Regions from separate parts of the Zea mays genome. Here region 1 is linked to region 2. Evidence: chromatin contacts called from public Hi-C data. All regions are on one chromosome and are shown on one strand. Each heading gives the region's core, a stretch centred on a gene start, on an enhancer-like site or on the middle of the called end of the contact. The rest is flanking DNA. Distances are from core to core; before and after follow the strand shown.

Region 1 (4,047 bases), core at 1,224-3,723, 290 kb before region 2:
ACACTTTCGGTAAGCACAAAGTGGTTCTTGATATAATAGCACACATAGAGGTAGAAACCTGAATAAGATTTAATCAGCATACAGATTGAAGAACTGACATGACCAGCCACAACAAAACATCTTATTGCTAAGAAATGTTTAACCATGGCAGAATGGAAAGTGAACAGAAATATAAATTTAATTTATTTAAGTAATCCTTAATAATAACAAGAATGAGAACAGCTTTCCAAGTGCACTTACCCAGAAGTGCACTGCAATGCATTAGGATGCAACAGGAAAATAGATGCTAATTTAAACAACGCCAGAAATTCTAGTTGGACAGAGAAATGAGAAAATAGTGCAGATAGTACCTGTCTGACAGAGGGGAAAAGAAGCCTGGAGTTCTTTCATTTGATGCAATGAATAATGTTCGACCTGGTGGAATCCATTGTGCAATTCTTTTTCTAATGTACTCAGGTCGGGTGTCTCTGTCTAGATGAGGATGAAGGCTCCGTTCAACACCAAATCTATCTTTCCGATTTTTCAATAGATCACCACGTCTCACATGAATAGCATCATAATCACCAAGTATTTCTTTCATCTGAAATGGAGGAACTGATTTAGGGGCTGCATCATAGCCTGCAATGTATATTACTGAACATAACAAAAGAGAGAATGGCTTGGTCTAAGAACTTATGTAAAGGAGAATTAACAAGTATCCAAAACCAAACTTCCAAAGATGATGTATGCTAAACATACTTCCAAATCTGATGTATGCTTGACAAGTTACAAATCTATAGATGTCTCTAGGCATGTGCCTTGAGCTAAGTTCTCTTTTTGCCCAGTCAGAAGTCTGTGCAGCCTTGGCATATCATTTTAATGACTTGGCACAAGAAAGAGCAGAAGTAGACAAACCGGTAGCTATACCTGCAGGGTGCTGGTTATATGCTTTGCTTTATGGTTGCAACATCAAAACAACAGCAATTGCAGAACTTACACTATGTTTTGAATGGATAAACTTAAGTCATCAGACATTTATCAAATCAAATGTCAGGATTCAATTAGCAGCAGTAATTCTGCACTTTAGGTATAACATCAAATGGTAATTTAAGGCCAGTGCAGCTTAAGGATTGTATGAAATAACTGGGTGAAATCGTTCCAACAAGAAACAATAAACCCCTAAGAATATGAAATTATGAACATGACCAAAACATTGAGGAAAAGAAACAGAAACATAACCAGTCCATTTCTCAAGTACTTGTCAGACTGCATTAACATGATAGGTGAGAAAAGATACCTTATTTGCTGCATTCCTCAGTTTTTCCGCTGGCATACTTGGCAAAAAGTTGTAGGATAACATCACTGAGCTACGATTCTTGCGATCCTTGCACTCCATAAACCTATATTTCAGATATGAGGTTAATGCTTGGACATAATAATAGATTAAAATTAGCACATGCATTGCTAAAGTCCAAGTGAAGTAAAAACAAGGCCACAATGGCACTACAAGAACCTGTGCGCTTACCAAGCAAGGGGACTTGCAGTGCGATTTATTATGAGAGCTGTTGAGTATATGGAATTTTGTTTGAGTTCACCTCTGCTAATTCCTTGCACATGTGCCACACCTCCCACTTCTAGTTTCATGCTTCTTGATACTATATCGTGCCAGTTTTTTGAGTTGTCCAGAATAACTGGTACTGTTCTTGAGATCTGATCTATATCATATAGAGATTCCATTGCACATGAACTTTCTTCCCATCTACAAAATACTTGCTTTAGATAGTAAAATATGCAAACTTCATTGTGGTAACACAACTGAGAGACAGATGTGGCTAAGAAGCAAAAACCTCTGTTTTGTAGTTGCACCATTTTGGATAATTCCCTTGGTGTTATGCAGTGAACTTAGGCACATTCTTGAGGGCATCACAAATATTCTGCAATGAGACAAAAGTCAGTAGTTTTGCCATTTTTTTCTTGTGTAGTCACAAACCAGCAGCACATTAGCCGGTTCAAGACATTAGCATGACCTATCTTCCTTCTAGGCTTCTAGCATCAGTTTTCTAGTCTCCACATTCCGAATTTCAACTAGATGAAAATTGAGCTAATCCAAAAGAAAGAGGAACTATCCAGTGAGCATAAGCACAGTAAGGTAGTTATTAGTTATTACTTACCTGCCGAGGAAAAGGGCCTCCTCGAGAGCACAGCGGAGGCTGGACTCCTGGTGCCCGAGCCCCGCGCAGGAGCCGCAGTGTTTGCCGGGGCAGTCCACGCGGCTGCCCCAGTAGAGGTACTTGTCACCGCTTCTGGCCCCGGATCTCCATGAACCCGACAGCGTGGCGGTGGGGGACGAGGAGAGGAAGCAAAGGATAGCCAGCGCCACCGCCGCGGCAAAGGCTGTCAGGAGAGTTCTCGCCGGTGGGAGCGGCGGCACCCTCGTCTTGCGACCGCCGCCACCGGCCGCCGTGATCCGGGGAGGGATCGCCATAGGAGTGCGAGGGAGGGCTGGGACCAGGACCAGTGTCAAGGGCTGTCAGTCTGTCACGGATGTGGATGCCAATGGAGATGGTAGGCCGTTCAAAATTAATCGAACGTCTGAAACCAGTCGGCCACCGTGGGTATTATTGTACGGACTACGGAGTAGTATATAAATAAGGATTAGGCTGTCCAGAACTTTAAATTTCTACCCTAAAAAATATTTCATCTTATGGGGTGTTTGGTTTCTAGGGACTAATATTTAGTCCCTTCATTTTATTCCTTTTTAGTATATAAATTACTAAATATAGAAACTAAAATAAAGTTTTAGTTTCTATATTTGACAATTTTAAAACTAAAATAAAATAAAATGGAGGGACTAAACATTAGTCCCTAGAAACCAAATACCCCATTAGTCAGTAAAATTCTCTACCCTATTTCATAATTATTCGTAGTCATATTTACTCAAAATATTTATACTATATCAATTACCACATATATTCTATTATTTATTTTCACCTCTCTTACGTATCCACGCCTAACTGCCAGCCAACGAGGAGAAGAGAGAGATTATCTAGTTAGAGAATACGTGCGCGGGATGTAAGGTTCATCCGGCCAACAAAAAAATTACACCACCTGATTGGTTAACCTGCTCACCATATTCATGTCAGCCTTATGCGTTGACCGTATGTATAGGTAGCCCGAAGCACAGAAAAAAGGCATGACCCAGGCATGGTACGACCCGAAATATTTTAGTGGCGGGCCGGCACGGCCTGATATATCGAGCCGGGTTTGGACCGAGGTCACGGTCCATGGGTGGGCATGAGCACGACCCGTTTAAGGCAGGCACGAAATGACCCATATAGAGGCACGAAAAGGCTCATATCTATACTCTATACTATACACAAATAACCCCTCACAGCTATTTTAAATTAATCCGATGCACGCCTATAGATGGTCAAACGGCGGCCCGGCACGGGCTAGACGCCTCGCGGGCCACAACTCTAGCCCAGGCAGCCCCGTCACAGTTATTTTAAATTAATCCGCGGCACGCCTATAGATGGCCAAACGGCGGCCCGGCACGGGCTAGACGCCTCACGGGCCACAACTCTAGCCCAGGCAGCCCGTCACAGCTATTTTAAATTAATCCACGACACGCCTATAGATGGTCGTCGGCTCATTTGATTAAATCAGCGTAAAATGTTAAAAACGCGGTGCAGGAGGTGGGGTTCGAACCCATGCCCTGACGGAAGTAGGGCGGGAGACACTCGGTAAAACTGTCTAACCAATTGAACATCATGCTCAAATGTTTTTAATATTGAATATAAATTCTATATATATGTATATACATTTTTTGTAAAATAAAAAAATATAGTCGTATCGGGCCGGACCAACCCTACGGGTCGAGGATACAACCCAAGCACGACACGACGTTCTTGGCTCTTACAAGCATTAGGTCGTTTCTGAGACCACATTGGCGCAATGGACTCCATGGTGTTTGAGCCTGCTGAATTGGATGGAGTAACAATGATTTGTCACACTAACAGTAAAATGAAAGGTTATTTGTTGGTTTTAAACGTTAGTAATTGTTACGAA
Region 2 (3,729 bases), core at 645-3,144:
CCACCATCAATGGCTCTTAATTGCGTGCTTTGACTAGTAGTAGTGAAATCCTTGACCAAGCACGCAATTTAATTTCCTTGCATGCATGCAGTCTCCAATGAGGCCCGCCGGGCAGAACCTGATCGATGGCAAGCGAACAATTACAGCTCAGCTTTGTCTCCTCCCCCAGGGTTTCAGCGCACCTAATCCACTGCTACACAACAGCAAGCTCATGCCATCCCGTCTAACACTCTAACTGAACCAGTTACTATCTTGCTTAGCCACACTGATCATACCATCAGCTAGCTCGTCGTTCATGCGCTCTTAGCTAGCTAGTTAAAGAGATTCAGACAGATCGAGGATGATGGTGCCGGGCAGGAGGAAGGAGCTCAAGCTCATCGCTGCTGCAGCCTTGCTGCTAGTTGTATCTCTGCTGCTGATGTCGAAGGCTGAGAGCGCAGCAGCAGGGAGGAGCTTGTGTCCTTGCTCTTGTCATCAGCATGGAGGAGCTGCAGCGAGGCTGCTTCATCAAGGGAGAAGAATGTTAGCGGGGCGGGGGCGCCATGGCGAGGTGCTCGCGAATGGATTAATGGAGCACGCCAACAAGGAAGGTGGAGATGCGATTATTGGCGAGGAGGAGAAGAGGGAGGTCATCACTGGGCCTAATCCACTTCACAACAGAAGATAGGATGGCTGGTTCAGCGAGCTGCGTGCTACTACACTACACGCCTACACCACACCAGTTCTTCAGATTCCTTTTGTTTAGTTCTTGTCGCCTTTTTTTTTGCCAATTCTTTCTACGATAGGTACCTAATCATGCATAGAATGTTCGATGGAATTGTTGCTTTTATTTGTTTTGTACTTCTGATTTGGAATGAGAGGTAAGATCGATGCCCAACTGTCGAAATGCTGCTACCCTGTTTGATTTGAGTGAGCTATGTCTTCTGTTGTGTTCTGGTTCAAGAGATGCTGATCGAAACGATCAAGTGTTCTTCATTCCTGGTATGCTCAAAGAATTCAAAGAATTGCTACACAAACTTTTTCTTGGTGTAGTCACAGGTCCATATAGTTTAGACCTTTGACGACACAAAGTTTAGACACTCAGATAATATAACCATACAAATATAAAAACCAAGAAGTGCATGTTAAGAGCTTAGGAGCCGGATCGATATAACTTCATAAGTGTAGGAATTTAGATGTGCACTTTAAAAATTTAGGGACCGAGATGATACAATGTTACAAATTTAGAGAAGTATAATAAAAGAATGGTTAAATGCTAAGATGAAAGAGAGATAGGAGGATAAAGAAGAAGCGAGTTGTAAACTTACAACTACGAATACGATCTATGAAAAGCTAACTACTATATAGATAAGATAAATAATAAATAATAGGCTACAAAAATTCTTACAGCTAGCGGTCGATACTATTAAGGCCCGTTTGTTTCATCATTTTTAGCTTTTGGCCAGCAGAAACTATTGGGAACCGGCAAACACCCATATTTCCAGCATATTTTTATGAGAAACTATTTAAAATCAACATGAACATACCATCAGTCGAGTCGTCATAACAGTAAGAATCTATTATTTTCTAGATACTAAATTCTATAAACCTCTTTATCTTCGTCCTCGTATAATTCTACGATAATCAGATTACAGAAAAAAGTAAAAACAAAACTTCTTAGGGCGATAGTGTTCTTTACTGAGGTGTTTGGTTTGAGGAATGACCTAGTCCATCATCTTCTTACTCCTCACTATTTTTGTTTGGTTTGTGGAATGGAATGAGTTGATCCATCATCACCTTATTCCTCATAGTTAGTTTGTTAGTACTAATATGAGGAATGTGGTCATCCCACCAAATTTGAGGATTGAATTCATGATGCACCACCTTAATTTGGATGGTTTGATTCCTCAAACCAAACACCCCATACCTTTTCCCTTCCTACCCTTGGCCGCAGTCAAACCCTAAACCCTGGCGAGCCGCGGCTACGGTATAGCCACCGCAACACCGCATCTCAAGCGCAAGACCTCCTCGCGGCTATGGCGAAGCGTCTGATCCCGTCGCTGAACCGGGTTCTGGTGGAGAAGCTGCTGAAGCCCAGCAAGAGCGCCGGTGGCATCCTCCTCCCGGAGACCACCAAGCAGGTAAAGTATTTGGATCTCGCTCTGTTCCTCTCTTTGCTGCATCTCCATGTTCTATTCCTCTTTTTTGCTGTATCTCCATCCCGCGTGGTTTGTCTTGTACATGTACATGTACATCAGTGGACATTGTGGGTCGGTTTCTTCAAATTGTATTGTAGATCTAGTTCGGGGAGCTGAGATCGCGGCGGGTGCCAGTGAGGGGAAAGAAATTGCGTCAATTCATTCAGTCTATCTTTTGGGGAAAAGGTTTTAGGTTTGTGTCGATGATGCTGTGCTGTGCACTAGACTAGAATCGAAATCAGCATTAACAATATTCTCATGAGAAGATTACCTGCTAGAATTCGTATTCTATGAACTTGTTGGTGGCTCCTGGCGTGAATCCATGAAGTTTCATTGGGTAGAATTCGTATTCTCATGACTGAATGAGTTGACAAACTTGCCACGCCTTGCCTTACGCCCTTATCGCTTTGATAAGTACGGGAGTGTGCACTTTTGTTTCTGCATTTGTTTTATGCAGCCGTAGCTTGTAGCAGCCTCTAGAATAATACTGTCAGGGCGATCTGCCTGTGAATTTCGCTGCAATATCCATACATGCTCAGTATGTAGGTTGCGTGAGTTCAAATATATTAAATCAAGGTATTTCCTTTTTAGCTTTAGTTGTCTGTGGACTGTTTTTTATCATGGGTTTTTAGTTTTCCTGCCTCTTTTAGGCCTAACATATCACTTTATTCTGAATGCAGCTGAACGCCGCTAAAGTCGTTGCTGTTGGCCCTGGTGATCGTGATAGGGATGGCAAGCTGATCCCTGTATCTCTGAGCGAAGGCGACACTGTTCTGCTTCCGGAGTACGGTGGGACAGAAGTGAAGCTTGCAGAAAAAGAGTATGTTAACATATGCATGTCATCTTGACTTGGCACTATGTTCTCTCTCCTATCCCTTTGCTGTTCTCTGTACGCAGAAATCAAAGAATTCAAGAACCATGCATTTGAAACGTTACGTTTAAACTGCTATTCTGGATGGTAATTTTAGTAGTTTGAACTAGGGATGAAAACGGTTTCGGAAATTTTCGGAATTCCGGAAACCATTTTCGAAATTTTTTGATCGGATATGTCGGTAATGGTATTGTTCGGAAATGAAACCAGTAATCGGAATTCTTTGTCGGAAACAGTATCGGAATCGGTTTAGCACTTTACCGACCGTTTCCTTCGGTTACCGGATTTAGTCGGAATTTTCCGAAATTAACCATCGGATTTTTCCGGAAATAGTCAGCCCAACTGGTTTAGTCACTTACTTGGCCCAGGCGGTTAGCAGCCCACGCCCACACGCGGCCACGCGGTCGGCCTCACCTAGCGGGCGAGACGGACGCCCGGCGGCCAGAGCCTGAGGCTGTGACCGGGCCTCATGCACAATTGCGCCGTGCGTGCACATGTATGAATTGTATTATGTACACACACATGTATATATAGATATATATTATGTATTGTTTTTGTTTATAATATTAAACTGTTTGAATGACTGGTCAATTTTTTTAATATAATTGGAGTAAGAAAAGGTTGAACCTTGACTATGTGAACTTGTTACATTGTGAACTTATTATATTGTGAATTGTGAAT

The links. Hi-C and Micro-C count contacts between places; a contact is called where the count stands out from the background.
Region 1: a contact with region 2 is called in a Hi-C map of ear, with 2.3 times the contacts expected there. The contact joins the promoter of LOC100382085 here to the promoter of LOC100282681 in region 2. A contact is called at or near these places in 2 of 25 Hi-C or Micro-C datasets (ear and tassel).

What each region holds. Positions count from the first base shown.
Region 1 is chr1:63,646,121-63,650,167 of Zm-B73-REFERENCE-NAM-5.0, reverse strand. LOC100382085 (calcium ion binding) reads right to left here and starts at 2,473. Exons shown (of 7, transcript NM_001174848.2): 1 at 2,151-2,473; 2 at 1,827-1,913; 3 at 1,505-1,738; 4 at 1,277-1,379; 5 at 351-580; 6 at 1-58. The coding sequence starts at 2,464.
Region 2 is chr1:63,356,023-63,359,751 of Zm-B73-REFERENCE-NAM-5.0, reverse strand. It overlaps LOC100282681 (chaperonin), which reads left to right and starts at 1,894. Exons shown (of 3, transcript NM_001159127.2): 1 at 1,894-2,120; 2 at 2,858-2,997. The coding sequence starts at 2,016.